Linked DNA regions of Mus musculus: region 1 is linked to region 2. Evidence: chromatin contacts called from public Hi-C data. All regions are on one chromosome and are shown on one strand. Each heading gives the region's core, a stretch centred on a gene start, on an enhancer-like site or on the middle of the called end of the contact. The rest is flanking DNA. Distances are from core to core; before and after follow the strand shown.

Region 1 (3,663 bases), core at 534-3,033, 450 kb before region 2:
GAGTATCAGTGGATTTTGTATTTGTATTTAGGAAACCCCAGCATTAGAAGCTGGCAAAATACCAATATAAATGAGCAAAGGATTTTGGAGAAATCATGTATGCATATCTGTAGCTTTACTCCATTTGTATTTTTAAAACAATTAGACATGGATGTGCGACCTGAGCATCTGCTAATGAGCATCCTGTCTGCAAAACCTTTTGTCTAGTGTTGCTACAGGGAAGTGTGCTGGATGTATTTCAGAAGCATCCGCTGCCAGTTCAAAGTGACATTGAATAGATTAGTAGGGTTAGATGAATTGATTCAAGCCATTCATTACTCAACTGGTTAATTGTGTGTTGACTGTGTAGATTAAATACACACAGGGCCCTGGCAGCGTCCTTGAAGCCAGGGCCTTATGGGGGCAGACAACGGATCCCAGGTCCAGCCTTGTTCTCTGTGCATCGAGCAGGGTCGTTCCTGCCTTCTGGGTCCCTCTCACCTATCCTGAGTTGGGCTCTGTTTTGGAGCAGATGGTCCTCAGTAGAGCTGACGTTTGTTGGCACTGTTGTGGCACAGTGTGCCAGGCACTATGTTCAGGGTTTTAAGGCTTGCCTGTTAGTGCTTAGGGCAAGCCTGCTTAGAGACTCTAAGGAGTTTATTAAGGTGCGGTAGTTCTTGGGTGTGCTTCCAGAGGCTGACTTCCTTAAAATGATGTTCTTTCCTGTGAGTCTGATTCCCCTCCAGGTGCTCTGAGCTGGAGACTGCATAGGTGAAGCACAGGGACCCTGGTGACGGGGATGCAGTTCTCTCTTCAGGTGTTTACAGGCTGGGGTAGACAGCCTTGCAAAACTGCCCTTGTCTGGCTTCAGGCTTCTGCTGTTCTTCCCAAGGCAGGTGCATACACAGGATTCTCACGACAGCTCTGTAAACCAGACCTGGGCATGGAATGGCTGCGGATTATTTCTGGTTCTAGGGCCATCCTGTGATCCTGAGGTGGCTGAGGTGGTTGTTATAAACTTATGCCAGCCAGCTGCTGGGCCTCCTTATTTACTGAGTGAGTACCCAGCACTCACTGGGCTGTCTGTGGAAGAGGGAATCACCAATGGAGTGTGTGTCTGCGGGTTCTGACGTCCTTTATTCTGTTCTGTAAGTTTAATTTGCATTTGTCGAGATCACACTAAATGACCCGTAGGCACAGATCCTGTGCTGCTCTGCTGGACGAGGTTTTGAATGACCGTTAGCGGCAGGTGTGTTTGCTTACAGGATACATTTTGTGAGCAGGCTTCTTGGTAATAACATCATTCTGGGCTGGCGCCTTCCCCCATCCCCACCCCGGCTTTCATTTATTTGTTTGTTTGTTTGTTTGTTTGTTTGTTTATAATTTAATGGAGTCACTGTAAATGAGAACAGAAGTTGCCCTGCGTGGGGATGTGCCCAGCTCTCCTCCCTAACACCAGCTCTTCCGTCTCTGTTGGCAGTGAACGCCACACAGTGTGGGGAACTGAGAGTCTGTGCGCAGTGGGAGGAGAACTGTCCTACCTTCCTCCCAAGACCGCTCCAGTCTCGAAACAGTGCATTAGACAAGACACAGGGAAACGATGAATATGAACCGCTAGAAAAATCCAACCTGCTTGATTATATCGTCTTTGGGGGACATGTTTTTATTTTCGACACGGAAGACAAATAAGGGCGACTTTCCACAGAAGCGCAGCTCTCCGTTGCAGCTCCCTGTGGTGCTTGCAGCACTGAACAGCCCCTCCTGCAGTTCATCCTCGCACAAAGGAGATGATGTAATCCCTTTAGCTCTGGCCACGTGGCCAGCATGCCGTCACTGTCTTCACACAGATACCTCTGTGCTGCCACGGCCCTATTGGTTTCTTGCAGCCGCGCATTTGTAATTAAATTGCTTTTCCTTTGTCAGGCTGCCCTTCACATGGGGTCACAGGAATGTGAACAAGGCTATCCTGCTCGCAAGGAGGGATTGCACTGGTGGAAATCATAACCAGAAAAATGACCAGAGTGTGCAAAGCAGCGGAGTCTCCTTGAGTGGTGATGGGGGCAGGGCAGGAATGTTTGGTTGCCAATAGCAACCACTTGCTTCATTATTAGAAGAGAAAACCTCTGGACTTTCTGCTTCTCTCTTTTCCCTTGCTCTGCTGTGACTGGTTGAGGGAAGGGCCAGCAGAGATGTGTGCTGGAGAGGGGAGGAGACAGATGCTCAAGGGTATTCAGCTGGATGTCCATACAAGCACATCCTTTCCGACACCTGAACCCCCGCCGTGTGCGCTGCCTCTGGCCATGCCCCTCTCCACTGTCGTGACTGCATCCCGTGGCAGTCATAGCCACATGACAGCTGCTGTGAGCTGTGCCACATTCCGCCCAGCTCCGGTGCAAGATGCTTGCATGCATTTTCTCTTTGAATGCTCCAACGATTCTCCGAAATGCATGACTCACCCAGGAAGAAACTGCAGCCAGGAGAGAGGAAATGATTGCTGTGGCCCTTCCAAGCCTAAAGTGATTCCACAGAGGAGTCAAAGAAGGGCTAGAAAGACACTGATCCACACATTCAGGCTTGCCGCCTTCTGCAATAAGTCAGTAGTCTCTGGGTCTGTGAACCCACCACAACTGAGGCTTAGTTGTGCAAACTAGCGCTATATACAAGGGTTTAATTTTCCCAGTGGTATTAGTTTAATGACCAGGTGGTACCATCAGAAGATTTAGGTGGCTGCAAGGTGGGGCTGGTGAAAAAGCTCATTGCAGCTCTCACAAAGGTCCTAGGTTCAGTTCCAAGCACCCACATCAAGTGGCTTACACCACCTGTAATTCCAGTTCCAGGGGATCTGACACCCTCTCCCAGTCTCTGTGGGCCCTGGCACACATGTAGTCTACACGCATACACACAGGCACGCTGTTTTAGTTTGTCTCCTGTTTATGTGATAAAATGCTGACGAAAAGCAACTGTGGGCAGAAATGGTTGATTTGATTTAGCGGTTACCCTCATCAGTTGAGGGGTTCCAGGGAAAGAGCAGAAGCAGAGACCATGGGATACCACTGCCTCCTGCCTCAGTTTTCATGGCTTGCTTAGCTTGTTTCTTAGACATGCCAGGACTGCATGTCCAGGGGTGGCACTGCCCATAATGAACTGGGCACTCCTTCATCAGTAACGAATCAAGAAAAGCCTCATAGACTTGCCTAAAGGTCATTTCTCAGATTTACCCTAGTTTTTGTCAAATTCACACACACACACACACACACACACACACAGACAAAATAAATCTTAAAAGAATGATAGGGCTCCATTGATGTCATGGCGACAGTTTTTGAAGTGCAAACATCTGGATCGCATTAGCAAAGCAGCTTCTAAAACCACAATGAGACAGCCCAGGCTGTTGGCCCAGCGTCTCCAGGGACCTTGCCGATAAGTGAGTGGCATTGGACTAATTTTGGTTAGTACTTATGGGCTGCACACAGAGTGACAGAAATAACTCCTATAAATCAGGAATCAGATCCCCTTGATCCCAGGTCCCCAAAGAGCCCTCCTTGCTGGAGAATTTGGACAGAGGGTGGGGAATAGATGTGGGGAGGAAGGCTTGTAGCACAGTGTGCAGTCTTCCCACCTGGCCCTTGTGCCTCGTCTCCTTCCCAAGGCCGCATGCACATTGGGTATATTGGGCTGCATTGT
Region 2 (4,101 bases), core at 905-3,404:
TCAGCTCAGGAGTCTTTCTTATCCAGGAAGACGACTGCACTTTCCAGATCCATTGCAGCTCCACAGGCCGCAGCCTGGATCACTGGAGAAGCAGCCATCTGTCTTGAATACAGCTCAGGGATCCTGAGAATCCGGAGAGCTCCAAGGCAACCTCCGATCGCCTCCATTTCCAATCGCATCTAGACACAGGTGGTGGCTTACAGATGTGTCCTCTCTGCCATTTGTTTCATGTGGCAGAGGACCTTGCTGGTTCACACATGCCTTGGACGACTTCAGGGATTTTTTCATGTTTGAGTCTGAAAGCTGTACCACTTCACTTCCTAACGCCTTTGTAAGGTGGGTCAAGCTCTCTGCCTTCGCCTCAGACAGCTGTGTTTCTGGAAACATCTTCCAGGGAAGACGGGAGCCATAGTGTTTGGAACTATTTTCTCCTTAAAACTACTCCCCCCAGGAGGAGGAAATTCTCACCCATCTATTGTATTGGTAACTTCTTCACGCAGTTCTACTCCTGTTTACTTAAGTGGGCGAGGAGGGAAAGGAGAATGGAGGGCAGCCAATAAAGAAAGCGGGTGTTGATCTAGACCTTCATTTAATTAGCAGATGTGGAAGACTTTAGCTGAGATGAGGAAATGGGGCTAAGGCTTCTTCCATCTCCTTGTACCTGAAACTCCACTGTACTGAGGGGCGAAGTTGCCATTGCTGGCCACAGTCTGGTTTGATGTGTTTGAAAGAAGGGTCTCTGTACTTAGCTTTATGTGCCCTAGAAGTCACTAAGTGCACCGTGCTGTTCTCGAACTCAGCGATCTACTGTCTCTGCCTCCTGGGTGCTGGGATTAAAGACCTGTGCCACAGAACCTGGCTGTCTGGCTCACTGTAAACACTAAGAAAGACTGTGAAGAGAAGGCAGTGCAAAGAGAACCAGAAGGAAGATAGTTATTTTAAAAGTTTAAAGTCTGTCACACAAATGTCTAGGAATACTACTCCCAGCTGGGCCTGTTGGTTTTCTCCTGTGATTCCACAACTTGGGATTGCAGAATGGGGAAGAGTGGAGTTATCCAGGGCTATATAAGATGTCTCAAAAACAAAAGACACACACACACACAATCACTCCTATGAGTCAAGTGTGTCAGACAGTATTTCTAAGTGTGTGTGAATTTCCTATCACTCTCTATATAGAACGGAAGGGACGCAGGAACATCTAGAGCCCACTCCTCAGGCACACGTGGGGAGCACAACCTGTGGAGAACAGGCCGAGACACACGGACCTGGGAGCTTGCCTAATAGTCAGTTGTATGTGACTTTTATCCCATCACTTATAAAAGGATTTCTCCCTTCTTCTCTTCTTCCACCCTCCCTCCCTCGCTCTCTCCCTCCCTCCCTTTCTTCTTTGCTGGAGAATGAGCCTAGGGCCTATGCATTTCACTGCTGGGTAGTATCTGCAGCCTTGCTATTGTTTCCTGTGTGGGTAAAGGGATGGTAGCTCAAGAGTAAACAGAAAGACTTAGGTAGTCAACTGATACTGTTTGGGGTCATTTCTACCAAAAACGTATCATTCAACACCAACCAAGTACTAACACAAAGTGCACAAGAGCGGGTATGCACGCGTGCACACACATGCACATGCACACGCAGACACACACTCCTGACACCTAATGAGAAGAACTGCTAAGCATGAAGGGAAAGCCGTTGGCTCTGGCCATCGTCTTACAGGCTGTCTTATGATCAGCCCCTTTTCCTCAGCACTGTGCAATTTGCCAGGAGAGGGAGGAAGCCAGTTACCCACTCAATGCAGAGCTCCCATCACACTGAGGAAGGGAAGTAAGCCACCAAATGAATGAATAGGTAGATAGTAACAAAATCGTGGGGAAGATAAGGAAAGAGAAGGCCCTGGCTGGTTCTAACAAAGACTCCTTTGTAGAGGAGGCCAGTGATGTGCAGCTGATGCAGGGCTGCTGAAGAAAGTGACTACCCTTGGGCCCTTAGGGACCTGCCACCTACCTAAAGGCAGGGAGCTTGCTCACAGAACCACAAGGCGAAGAAAGATCAGACAAAGGCAGGCACGGAAGGCTTCCAGGGTCCTCCTGTGATCTGGCTCAGAGCAGGTCCGTGCCTTCAGATCCTAACAACTGCTGTGGGCGTGGCGGGGAGTCACAAGCTGCCGATGCCCAGGCTTCCAAAGCACGGTGGGGCTGGAAGAGTCTGCTTGCTCTGGAGCCAGCCTCCCTGACAATCTTAGGATAAAGAGATTTTTCTCCTACTCAATATGGAACAAACATATGCTTGCAGACAACCACCGTTCACGCACTACGAGACTCTAGGAAATTGACAGTAGAAAACCCAGTGAGGGTTCTTATTCAATTTTTAGGCTTATCACTGCATTCTAGAAAGGAGGAAATCTTCATCGCTATTGCACCTTTTTTTTTTCTTCTTCAATAAGCTGTAATAGTTACCAAGCATGGACTGAATGTATTCTGAAGAAGACCGAGTTACAAATGACTTCCAGTCTGTTAAAAGATGGCTGGTTACATTGACCTCCCCCCACCCCCCGCCTCTCTCCAGAAGGCCAGAGCACAAACCCTGACACCATCAAACAGGAGAAGGAGAGAGAAAGGTGTTTTCATGCCACTGTGTTGTCTACTCCCAGGAAAAACAGCAGCACATACATAAGATTATTCCTCACTCTGGGAAACCACGAAGATATGCAACTGTGTGGAATTGAGAACCACTGTAAGGCTGACCCACTGTCCCATCTCCCAGAAGGTTACAGGATCAGTTTAGAAGTCTCACTATCACCTTCAGGGCAAATCCACACTTCACTTTCTAAGGTCTCGGTTTTACACCGCATTCCTTGTTTAACATTATCTAGCCTATTTCAACCAGTGTGTAAATATTTTAGTTTGGGGCTGATGGCGACCTCAAAAGAAAACCACCAAAATGCTGCCAAGGTTGTGTAACCAATGGCTTAATAATCTCCGTAAGGAAACATTTGCTCTTAAAGCACTAATGAGGGAGGGAGGGAGGGGAGCTTTCGTTTACAAAACAGATCTGTATATTTAAACACACCACACTTATTTCTGCACCCCACCCCCACCAGACATGCACCTGCGCCCTGGTGGCAGCCTAGCATATCAGATTTCTGTTCTGTGGGATCGGATCCTCACCACACAGGTGAGCCCCAGATACATTTCTCTTTCGTTGCCTCGTAGAAAGCTGGGGGGAGGGGGCGGGGAGGAGGGCACTCTGGTTCTATTTCTGACCACGCTCTTTCTCTTTGTGTAATGGTGAGAAAATAGAATCCTCACACCAAAAGGATTATGTCCCTCCAGTGTCACCCCCACACACAGATTGTCCCCAAACGACCACTGTTCACACTGCCTGCACAAAAAGCGACTGCTATTTATTAAGGCACTTCCTAGCTATGGGAGAGGGAAGCTCCAAGAAGGGCTCCTGATTGTAAGCCTTCTCTATATCCTTTACCACCTCCTACCTGGCTTCCCTGCGATGGACCCTCTGGGACTGAAACCTGTGCCTGCTGACTCTGTTCCCTCAAGAGAAACTGCCTCTTAAAGAACAGGCTTTATCTCACTAGAAAAACCTTCTCCTCTGAACACAATAATAAAATTGTTTTCAAACCGAGTATGGTGTCCACACTGGTGATCGGCAATCTCAGAAGGCTGAGGCAAGCTTAAGGCCAACTGAGGCTACACAGTTAGACCCTGTGTGCTGTGTGCACGTTGCAGAATGGCTGCACAAAGCAGCCGGTTTCAGCAGACATTAGAAGCAGATGTGAGACCGACAAACAAGTCCCAGCCATCCCTCCGTGCTGGTATTATTTTGCTTATACCTCAAAGTATCCTCACCTTTCCTAGTGTACACCCTGAGCTTAATGCACACACCAGGGTTACCAGGGTGTGTCCATGCGTTTGTTTGGGGAAACATCTAAGAAAGTTGGTTCACTGACCCTCCATTCATAGAGAAGAACAGGCTCTGTGTGACAGAGATGGGTGTGTCTGAACTATAAATCAGCGCCAGACACTTCCATGATTTTCCTTCACTCTTTGACTTACGCAAGCCCATCTGAAGTTCCTACTGCATGCAGAG

The links. A called contact is a pair of places that touch in the nucleus more often than the background predicts.
Region 1: a Hi-C map of cerebellum shows a contact between it and region 2, with 1.6 times the contacts expected there. The contact joins two enhancer-like sites. A contact is called at or near these places in 1 of 484 Hi-C or Micro-C datasets (cerebellum) and 1 of 115 datasets of contacts at active chromatin or transcription factors (pancreatic cancer cells).

The regions. Positions count from the first base shown.
Region 1 is chr15:27,935,876-27,939,538 of GRCm38.p6, reverse strand. All of the region lies in intron 1 of Trio (triple functional domain (PTPRF interacting)), which reads left to right. Among named protein-coding and RNA genes, the nearest start is that of Gm29975, 57 kb to the left of the region's middle. Within about 2 kb of position 1,783, at least 220 of the 459 cell types and tissues checked have an H3K27ac peak or open chromatin away from gene starts, as enhancers often do. A contact at or near this core is called in cerebellum, where this site is marked.
Region 2 is chr15:27,486,289-27,490,389 of GRCm38.p6, reverse strand. All of the region lies in intron 1 of Ank (progressive ankylosis), which reads right to left. Among named protein-coding and RNA genes, the nearest start is that of Ank, 22 kb to the right of the region's middle. Within about 2 kb of position 2,154, at least 36 of the 459 cell types and tissues checked have an H3K27ac peak or open chromatin away from gene starts, as enhancers often do. A contact at or near this core is called in cerebellum, where this site is marked.